Regions from separate parts of the Danio rerio genome. Here regions 2 and 3 are each linked to region 1. Evidence: chromatin contacts called from public HiCAR-type data. All regions are on one chromosome and are shown on one strand. The core of a region is the stretch at or near the end of the contact, and the rest is flanking DNA. Distances in the headings are between cores, read along the strand shown.

What was found. HiCAR-type assays count read pairs that join an accessible place to other places.
Region 2: a HiCAR-type map of caudal fin shows a contact between it and region 1, with 4 times the contacts expected there. The contact joins two enhancer-like sites. A contact is called at or near these places in 3 of 18 Hi-C or Micro-C datasets (caudal fin and embryo) and 3 of 4 datasets of contacts at active chromatin or transcription factors (caudal fin, embryo and gastrula embryo).
Region 3: a contact with region 1 is called in a HiCAR-type map of caudal fin, with 8 times the contacts expected there. The contact joins two enhancer-like sites. A contact is called at or near these places in 8 of 18 Hi-C or Micro-C datasets (caudal fin, embryo, fibroblasts and 3 more) and 2 of 4 datasets of contacts at active chromatin or transcription factors (caudal fin and embryo).

The regions. Positions count from the first base shown.
Region 1 is chr11:33,581,990-33,585,332 of GRCz12tu, reverse strand. It overlaps a transcript of sipa1l2 not described here. Among named protein-coding and RNA genes, the nearest start is that of si:dkey-238i5.2, 46 kb to the right of the region's middle. Within about 2 kb of position 1,757, at least 5 of the 62 cell types and tissues checked have an H3K27ac peak or open chromatin away from gene starts, as enhancers often do. A contact at or near this core is called in caudal fin, where this site is marked.
Region 2 is chr11:33,738,095-33,741,550 of GRCz12tu, reverse strand. No RefSeq gene overlaps it. Among named protein-coding and RNA genes, the nearest start is that of egln1b, 73 kb to the left of the region's middle. Within about 2 kb of position 1,805, at least 7 of the 62 cell types and tissues checked have an H3K27ac peak or open chromatin away from gene starts, as enhancers often do. A contact at or near this core is called in caudal fin, where this site is marked.
Region 3 is chr11:33,792,444-33,795,824 of GRCz12tu, reverse strand. No RefSeq gene overlaps it. Among named protein-coding and RNA genes, the nearest start is that of egln1b, 18 kb to the left of the region's middle. Within about 2 kb of position 1,889, at least 4 of the 62 cell types and tissues checked have an H3K27ac peak or open chromatin away from gene starts, as enhancers often do. A contact at or near this core is called in caudal fin, where this site is marked.

The DNA.
Region 1 (3,343 bases), core at 508-3,007:
GCAAAGTCTTTCGGATGAGATGCTAAACCAAGGTCCTGACTCTCTGTGGTCATTAAAAATCCCAAGGCACTTCTTGTAAAAAGCTGGCTAAACTCCCCTCATGGACCCTTACTGATCATGGCCTCCCAATCATCCCCATATACCGAATTGGCTCTATGACCATCTCTCCTCTCCACCCTCATGATGGTGAAGCACTTTGAGTGTATGGCCAGAAGGGATGTCCAGATCTGATCAGAAATCGGGCTCAATCACTTGGTTTCAGACTCAATCGGAATCAGACATTACCCCCCGATCAGGTCTCTCTCTCTCTGTCTCTCTCTGTCTCATATATACATATATATATATATATATATATATATATATATATATATATACACATACACATACAAGTAAACTGTGAAATATGTATTTTTTACTTGATTGTTTAAGCTACCTCACAGAAAAGTGCTCTGTTTGTTAACAGAGTTGTTGAATGCTAAAATAAGGTGAATAAAAATAAATAAGGAACATCCTGTATCTGTTTCTTTGCTCTTCTTTATTTTTTTTTTCATGTATTATAGAAGGATAGGAACGGGTTTCGGTAGATACTCAAAATCAAATGACTCTGACTCAAGCTCGGGGTCAAGAAACCTTATTGGGACATCCAGACTGGCCCTACACGATAAATATGCTATATAAATACATATTACGTTGCATTATATACAGTGAAACGTGTGATTTCTGCCACTAAACAATTGCAAAAGATTGTGTGGTCCCAAAAACTTGTTTAATCAGCCTGCTTTAATAATAATATTAATAAAAAGCCTGAAAACAATTCTCAACTCCCTACATTAAACTTGGAGAGAAAAGTGGAGTTTGTCTTCAAGTCCAAAAAACATGGATGAAAGTGAATAGAATGGAGCTGGTTGAGTTATTACCTTCCTAGATGAAATGGTTATGATTTATTAAAAGGGCCGCGAGGGTTTGCTGTGCCTGCAGAATTGCAGCAGCACAGTCTCCGCCGCAACAAACAACAGCTGTTTCTTCTACAAATAGCCTTGCTGATTATGACCAACATATGTAAATTACATCTAGCGGTGTCATACTAAATCTCTACGGTATATATTTAGTAGTCAGATGAGAAATATAGCAGGAGCAGGCTACGGCCACAGCGTAGGACTGCCCGAAAGAGAAACAGTGAGCTAAAGATAGGAGATCATCCGCATCAATGCAGCCAAAGACAATGACCTAAAATATGTTTATTTAAGTGCAATTAGAGCAAAATAGATTCTAACATGGGGAGTCCCGAAGATAACATGCATTTAATTGTCCTTGTACACGCATGACTAACAAACAGCCCTGCTGTCATGGGAATTTTACATCCAGGCCTAGAAAGGAGGAAATGTAGGGCAAAAATAATAAGCTTTCCACTCCACTTGCAATGTGGAGGTGGCGCTGTCTAGCATACAACGCACTTAATCATTGCGCAAATACGCTGGAAGAAGCTAATGAGGCAAATACAATGATGCAAAGTCAAGCAGACAGTTGCACCATCCTTCGCCTTGTAAACGCTACACTGGGCATTTTTACTGTCAGTCAAAAAGAGAATGATAACATTAAGCAGAATCCAACTGAACGTATCTGAGCAGTCAAGACAAGCTTGTGACGTGGCGATTCACGGCTGTTGAAGGGTAAACATTGCAAAACAAAGCCTTCACAGATACTGAGCTGTCTTTATCGCGGTCTTCGCTTTGGGACACACCTCCATGACAACCGACACAGGTACAACACAGCCACTGTTCTCTCAACACTTGGCAGGAGCTGTTAACCTTATGCAAGGCCTTATTGTGCACATAATTCATTTTTTCAGCTCCCCGTCAATCATACGATTAGTCATACCATGTTTCTCCAGGTGGAAGCGAAGAAAGCTGAGAACCAATTACAGACTTGTTAAGAGGTGACATTCCTCAAATTTTCACCCCGAAGGCTTTTTCTGCAATGAAATAAAAAAAATATCTAATTGTGAAAGTGCTCAGTCTGCTGGTGTTAATGAAAGGCTCAAGGTTTGATCTTTCCACCCACCCAGCGAACAGAGAGATGGGGAAGCGGATGTCTTTGAACACTTCACGTAGATCTATCTGTCCCCATTTATAGTCCCTCTTTGTGGTGGAAACCTCCAAAGGAGTCCACTTAGCGAGCGCGAGAGAGTCATATTAGTCCCGCTGAGAACAGAGATCTGGTTCAAAGACAGAGAGAGAGAAAAAAGCCAGGAGGAGAAGGCCCTGTGTGCGTCAGCCAGCCTCCTAAACCTGCCCTCTCACAATGACCATAGATGCTTGAATGAGATTCGGTTCAGCCAAAGTGGAACTGTGGAAATCTATCTGCTGATATTTCAATCCTCGCCCTCCAACTAGTAACAAAAGCTTGCACAGAAGTAAACAGCACAAAACCCAACGCAGACTCTGTGCTCCAGTGCTCTAGTTTTCTGTAGCATTTGCCATTTTAAATATTGAGCAGCTTGTCATCCGAGGTTACGCTCACTGAGCAGGTGGAAAGGAAGAGCGAAGATCCCAAAGGATGGTGGAAACGTACGAGCCTGAGTGAAAGGGCTCGAAATGAAACTATTGTTAATCAGGAAAAGGCATTTGGTGGGGTTGAGACCCAACTGGATGGATGGAAGAGAGTGTTACAGTGTCAGGTGTAGAGGCAGATGGCTCCATGCATCTGATATGATTTGCCAGCAGCTTCGTTCTCTTTCCCATGGGCCTTTGCATTAGGCAGAAAAAAGGGAATGGTGCAAGATGGCCGAGTTATTATGAGGCTGGGAGCTGCAAGTTATTACAAATTATATGAAGATGTTAAATATATGCAAAGCAAGGGAAAAAATATGAAGCCAAACTAGTCTTGCTTGAATATAGTCAGACTGACTATTAAAAGGAAACTTCTGTAAGTGTGTTCCTTTATGTGACACCAAACCTTTAGGGCTGGTCCCACACCAAAAATGATATTCTGAAGAACAATTCAACTGATCTACAAACATCAATGGTATCCAAAACAACATGCTGTTTTGTGTAACACAATTTAAGCATAAGGTTGAGCATTTTTTGGAGGAATTATCCCCTTTAAAAAGGAGAGGGTGTTGAGTTAGGCACAATAAAGAGGAATATGTGGATGTTAAACAAAAAACAAAACAAAGAAAAACAATACAGAAGTAATGTGGTATTATAATTACAGAAGCATTAAGGTCTATTAAGGTTTCCAGTACTAGCCTTGGCCTTGCTTCAAATTGCCAGCATTAATACAGCAGGCAATTCCCTCAGTCTCCGTTTCAATGATTTTAAACAATTCTGCTAAAGTCACAAGA
Region 2 (3,456 bases), core at 556-3,055, 160 kb before region 1:
TGACACAATCTACATTGTAAAAGCGCTAAACAAATATTGAGTTGAATTAAATACTGTAAGGTTTTATGAGCACACAGAAACTCAGTAGTCAGATTGCACTTTGCATAACTATATAATCTTTTAAAGGGCACCTATACTGAAAATCATCTTTTGTAAGCTGTTTGAACAGAACTGTGTGTAGATATCGTGTGTCCACAGTCATGTTGGAGTGATTAAAACACAATAAGCCTCTCTTTTTAAAATTTCCTGATGTTAGAATAGGATCCAAATCTCTCCCATTTTGAGGCCGACCGCAACGTGACGTAAGAGTGTGTTTCTCCGCCCACAGAATTGATTGACAGCCGTATAATAACATGACTCAGTAGTAATTCGTATAACCAAATCAACAAGATAGGACTTGCACAAAGAAACTGGGATTAAAAGATCTGTTCAGCTCTCTGTGATCATCAATCATCATCAAATGTGATCATGAATGAGTTTCACAATTTTAAAACAGTGCATGTTTGCAATAAAGACAGTAAAATTAGGTTTATTTTGTACATTAACATAATGAATATCCATATAGCAGTGGATATTAATGTGTCACATTTGCATGCAAAAACAGTGCAAAGTTAAACGGGAACTGTGTGTGAGCGTAAGTTTTGTTAAAACATTGTGTGTGACTCATTGAAAGGCTTGAATTAACTCCACACAAATACAACAAATAATCATTGGGAAAGTTCCTATTGTTTTCACAAAGTTTATGTGAGATCTGCTTCCTTCATGTCTGTCACTGTGCTGTTTATCTGACGTAGTCGAGGCAGAGACTGAGGCACACTCTGACAGGCACGTGGGAACGGTGGGCGGGGAGAACTAGCATTAAACGCACAGGCCACAAAAACATTTACATTGTGTTCAGAGCAGAAAATCCAATATTCTGAAAGGTATAATAAATAAACCTGATGGGTGTTTTGAGCTGAAACTTTACAGACACATTCTGGAGACACAAAAGACTTTTGTTTAATCTGGAAAAAAGGGTAAAATAGGTGCCTTTTTTTTACATTTTTTTGCATCAACTGTCAAACAATAAAGACAACATTAATTATGTCTATAAATGCAAGCAGTTAGAGAAGAGTCTCAGTATACCGGTATAAGAGCTGTGAAAATATTACATCAGCAGACTACTACTGACGCAGCTCTACTACACCTTGCAGCTTTGGTAGAAATGATTTAAATTCAGGATTTGATGGCATGTACATCCCCGGGAAGAAAACTCATAACTACAATCAAGGCGCTTAAGGGAGTGAATAAACGCTGCTTACTGATACAGAGAAGAACGTCCTTTGAAGTGACTTTGGGCTTTGTAACTTACAGATCTTTTTCATGCTCAAACGGCAACAGAAATGAAGCTGAAAGTGTGAAAAGCAAAATGGGCCCTTTTTGAAATTCCTCCTGTATTGGATTGCTGAATGAATGCTATAGCGCTTTTCCATACCCTAAGGGAAATAGATTATGGTTCCTCTCAGGCCAGCTTTGATAGAACTAGTGTTTTCCAGCCTGTCAACATCTCTATCTGTGCTGCATTTTGTTCCCATACTGAGACCCAATGAGCGACTGTTATTTCACCCTCCGGCGACACCATGCTGTGTCTGTGTTAGTGCCTGTCAGTCTCATCTGTCTCATGTAAAGCTGTGGCTTGTGTTTGTGCCTGAACCTGTAAATCAGTGGGAACCAGCGACTGCCGCTGCGTGCCAACATGACATCGGTAACATCTGCAGACTGGTTCCATATGTCTTTGTCCAACCTCGACGTGGCTATATTTGCCTCTTATCTGCTATAGTCATGCTTGGATACCCAACAGCTACCGCGACTCCCCTCGTGCTGCTAACGGTTTTCCCTTTGTGGCTCGATCTCTTTGTTTCTCATCTTGTTGACTACAGTGAGCTTCTGTCAAATGCAGAAGAGTAATATTGTGCCACCGTTGGGTAAGGTTCTCCAAGTCAGACCGTACAGTGAGTTTGCCTATGTAAATTCCCCTTTATGCAAATGTCCTTATCACAAAGCTGGCCAAGGGAGAGCTCGCTACTGAAGGGGGGAGGAACTGCCTAAAGCTTTTCACAGAACTCCTTGCGAGGCATTAACAAAGCGCAAATGCAAATTTTTTTCATGGGTCTCAGCTGGAGAGTCCAAATGTGGCTCAGAATGTGCACAGTGGGCCGCTCTGTGTAAACAATATAAATAAATGCTCTTGATAAATGTTCTCACCACTGGCGAAACCGGCCTGTGACAAGCACACAAAACCCAATACAGGACGGGAGCATCCAAGAAGGAAGCAATTAAATCCTGTGCCCTGCTGGGCAGATGGAAAGTCGCCCTTTACAATAAAAAGACAGGGAATGAAGAGGGAAGATACCACTTAATGTAAATGTCATGGCAACTTTAAACAGCCGCCACGCAATGTTTCTCCCACTCAATGGATGAATGGCATACTGAGGCTCCGAGTCTTGAGATCTGTAAATATTCGATCTGAATGTTGTACTCTGGGTTACATTTGATCACATGGTATCATTCAAAAAGTTCAGATTTTGTATATTTGTCTACAGTATGGTTATTAATAAAATGATATGACAAAAAGGCATAGTCAAAAAGCTTTATATGCCAAAATCAACAAGCTATGCAGAATTACAAATAGTTATTACTTTGATTTTAAGGATATGGGCATAGGGCTGGGCGATATGGCAAAAAATGAAATCTCGCTAATTATTTTCCATATTGAATGATAATGATATATATTTCGATATAAGTTGTTAATGCTTTCAAATTTTAAAAAGTACCCAAACAATGACTGAAACCATAGAGGGTCCATTAAATGGCATAACATTTTCGGCCAATAAATATTCGTGGCCAAATATTTGGTCCATCTCTAATTTTAACACACTTTTGCATTCCCTTTGTTGCTGTTTGATTGACTCTCAAGTAAATATAAGTAAAAAGTCCAGAGCTTATCATTGTTATTGACATACATTTTATTGCGATTCAATATAATATTGTTTATCGGCCCAGCCCTATATGAGAATATGAAAATCAGACAAAAAAGAAAGGGACAGATAAGCTTCTGATGGTATGGAATATTTTCTTGTTGCAATTCATAACTGAAGCATTTCTCATGGTATTATTACGATAGGGGCAATACGGTGGTGCTGTGATTGGCACAATCGCCTGACAGCAAGAAGGTCGCTGATTCGAGCCCCGGCTGGGTCAGTTGGCATTTCTGTGTGGAGTTTGCATATTCTCCCTGTGTTCGCGTGGGATTCCCCTGGGTGCTTTGCTTCCCCCAAGGTCCAAAGATATGCGGTGCAGGTGAATTGAATAAGCTAAATTGTAATTAGTTTATAAGTGAGTAAATAAGAGTGTATTGGTGTTTTCCAGAGATGGGTTGCAGCTGGAAGGACATTTGCTGCATAAAACTTATGTTGG
Region 3 (3,381 bases), core at 640-3,139, 210 kb before region 1:
GAAGAGCAGCTCTATTTCTGCTGTTATTATATTATATGTATCATGTATATAGGGGACAGAGCTGATGGTGGACTTCAGAAGATGAGAATGCAAATGTCTCATTAGTGAATATTTTGTAAAAACATCCTAAAGCTTTTTATTTCTATTTTAAGACCTGAAACTAAGCAGATTTTTTTTCGGAAGCATTACATTTTTGGGTATCACTTTATTTTGATTAATTTGGGTTTAGATTTAAGGTTATTATAAGTTGACATGTACTTGCGTGTTTCTTATAGTCAGTTTAATGTCTGTTGAAGGAGCAGCAGATATAAAGCTATAAAGATATAAAATCAGTGTGAAATATTACTAATTACATATATATATATATATATATATATATATATATATATATATATATATATATATATATATATATATATATATATATATATATATATATATATATATATATATATATATGGAAACATTACATTTTAGAATGACATAATGTTGTAGTTTTATTCATTAATCAAAATGAATAATTAAAAAAAAATTATTTGGTAATTTTATTGGGTTTAGTTCATGCATTCAACATCATATCATATTTGACAAATATGCTTAATTTGTTATGGATATACACAATAAAGTTTTAAAAATGAAATAAAAGAAAATAAAAACTTATTTTCATTGTGGTCCTTAATAGAAAAGGAAATAAATAAAAATAAACCCAGTCATATTTTGGTTTTTAAAATATATGTTGGCAGTTTTCTTTACTTCATTATTATTATTATTATTATCATCATTATCATTATTATTATTATTATTATTATTATTATTATTATTATTATTATTATTATTATTATTATTATTATCATTATTATTATTATTATTATTATTATTATTATTATAGTTATGTTAGAGCAAGAACTTGACGATGAAAATGAGAAATACTAAAATAGTTTTTGTCATCTTTATCAAAATAAAATAAAGTCTTATAAAGTCTTGAAGGCAACATGCTGATAAAGACTAACCTCTATACCAGGGGTGTCCAAACTCGATCCTAGGGGGGCAATGTCCTGCATATTTTAGCTCCAACCCCAATCAAACACACCAGGACCAGCTAATTAAGCTCTTTCAATCTATACTAGAAACTTCCAGGCAGGTGTGTCAAAGCAAGTTGGAGCTAAATTTCGCAGGACACTGGCCCTCCAGGACTGAGTTTGGGCACCCCTGCTCTATTCTGTGCTCAACAAAATTGAGTACAATTTGAAAATGAATATTTTTATCCATTTCTCAGTGAATATAGGCAACGTATTTTAATGCATTTAAACAAAACAGATTTATTAAACAAATATATTTATTAAAATAATATTTTAGTCACCAAACATATTTAGAAATTGAAAGATAATACAATTAAATTCAAGCAAAATATTGATTAAAAAACAACCTACTAAATTTTAATAAATCTTATATATATATATATATATATATTATTTTGCTCCTCTTGATTTTTCCTCTTTTTAAATTTGTATTTAACATTTTTCTATAAGACAAATTATACTTAATTTATAATTTTATATAAGTTTTTTTGTTAGATAAGCTCCTGATTTGGCTTCAGTACTGACTAATCAAAAATCAAAATCAAAATATGAAGTTAAAAGATAGATTTGTGAGGCGTGTACTTATAATGCTAAGCACTGTATATTAAGATGTGTATATTTACTATATATATTGGTTAGCCAATGTTTACATTAAACTAAAATAAAAATTAAAAGAAAGTTTACTTTCTAGTTTTTGATTTCTGGTTGATTATAAGAGAATACATTTGTGGGTCAGTTAGTGAAGACTGTACTTGTAACGCCACCTGCTGGATGTTGTGTTAGTAATGTGACCTCTTACCCCCGTGTTCCGTGCCTGTGCCAACTCTCTTCCTGAGGCGCAACAGCACAGCCCACATCTGTCACTCTACAGCACATAAACCAGCATGCCAGCCTCCATCCCAAACATATTGTACCTCCCCAGGCCACGAACCACCCTCTCCTTCAATGGCTGGTGGATGTTTTCCTCTTCCCTAATGTGTGTGCAGATTAACACCCATCACCTGATTCATCATGTGTCACTTTTTGCCGGGTCGCACTTGTATACTTGGCCTTGGTTGTTCACTTTTATATTAGATTAATTTTGTTTCATGCCATTTGGGATCTAAACTGTCCTTGTTGCACAACAGCGGTGACATAAAATGCCAGGCTTTTATTGTGATTTCATTGACCTCAATTGCAATGGCACATTTTGGCCACAAAATTACTGTCTATGTATAGAACACATACAGTCTTTTCCTTTTTTCTCTCTCACACTCGTATTGAATTGAAAATATTAATTTTAAAGCTGTTGTGTGTGTGTGTGTGTGTGTGTTTAATATGTAACACCCTTTACAAAAATTCTTTAAAGGGGATCTATGATGTAAATTAACTTTTGTGAACTGTTTGGAGTGGACAGATCTGTATGTATGTATAGAGTGTCCACTTTAATACTGGAGTGGTATAAACACAACAAGTCTCTTTTTTTAAATTTCCTGATGTAAAAATAGGACCCAAATCCCAGTGATTTTGAGGCCCACCACATCGTGATGTAGGAGTGCAGTTTCCTCACCCACTGAATTGATTGACAGGCGCCATGTTTCTATTATATCATGTAGTAACATGTCCACAGAACTTCTTTTTGCAAATAAACCGGTATTAAAATATCTGTTACAAGTCCGTCTGATTTTTTGAGCTCCATGAGTTTAAAACGTTTTAAAAACAGAGCATGTTTGTAATAAAGACAGTAAAATCGCGGTCTTTCTTAATAATTGGCCGCATGGTGTTGGTAAACGCTAATTTGTGTGTGTGTGTGTACTGTAAACAGCATTTGTGTGAGACTCATCATTTCAGAAAGGCTTGAATAAACCCCACCACAAATACATGAAATAAACTTACTTGGTGTTTGACTAATGAGCTGTCTTTCAGATTCATCCGAGCCTGTCTCTGTTACTGACTGCTGTTTATCTGACGTAATGCATTATGAGAAGCAGACACGCACGTGGGAACGGTGGGCAGGGAGAAGCAGCTCATTTGGATTTAAAGCCACAGGCTACAAAAACAGCTACAACGTTTTCAGACACCAAAATAGGCAGATTCTGGACACTACAATACATTATCTAACGGGTATTTTGAGCTGAAACTTTACAGACGCATTCTGGAGACACCAAAGGCTTATTTTACATTTTGTAAAAGGGGTAAAATAGGAGCCCTTTAGGTTCTTTGCACATATACACTTGTTAAATTGGACGTCACGCTTAGCGGCCTTGCCTATAATCAGATGGAAAGAAAGTGATACATTTTTTTATAAATTGTTAAAATATTG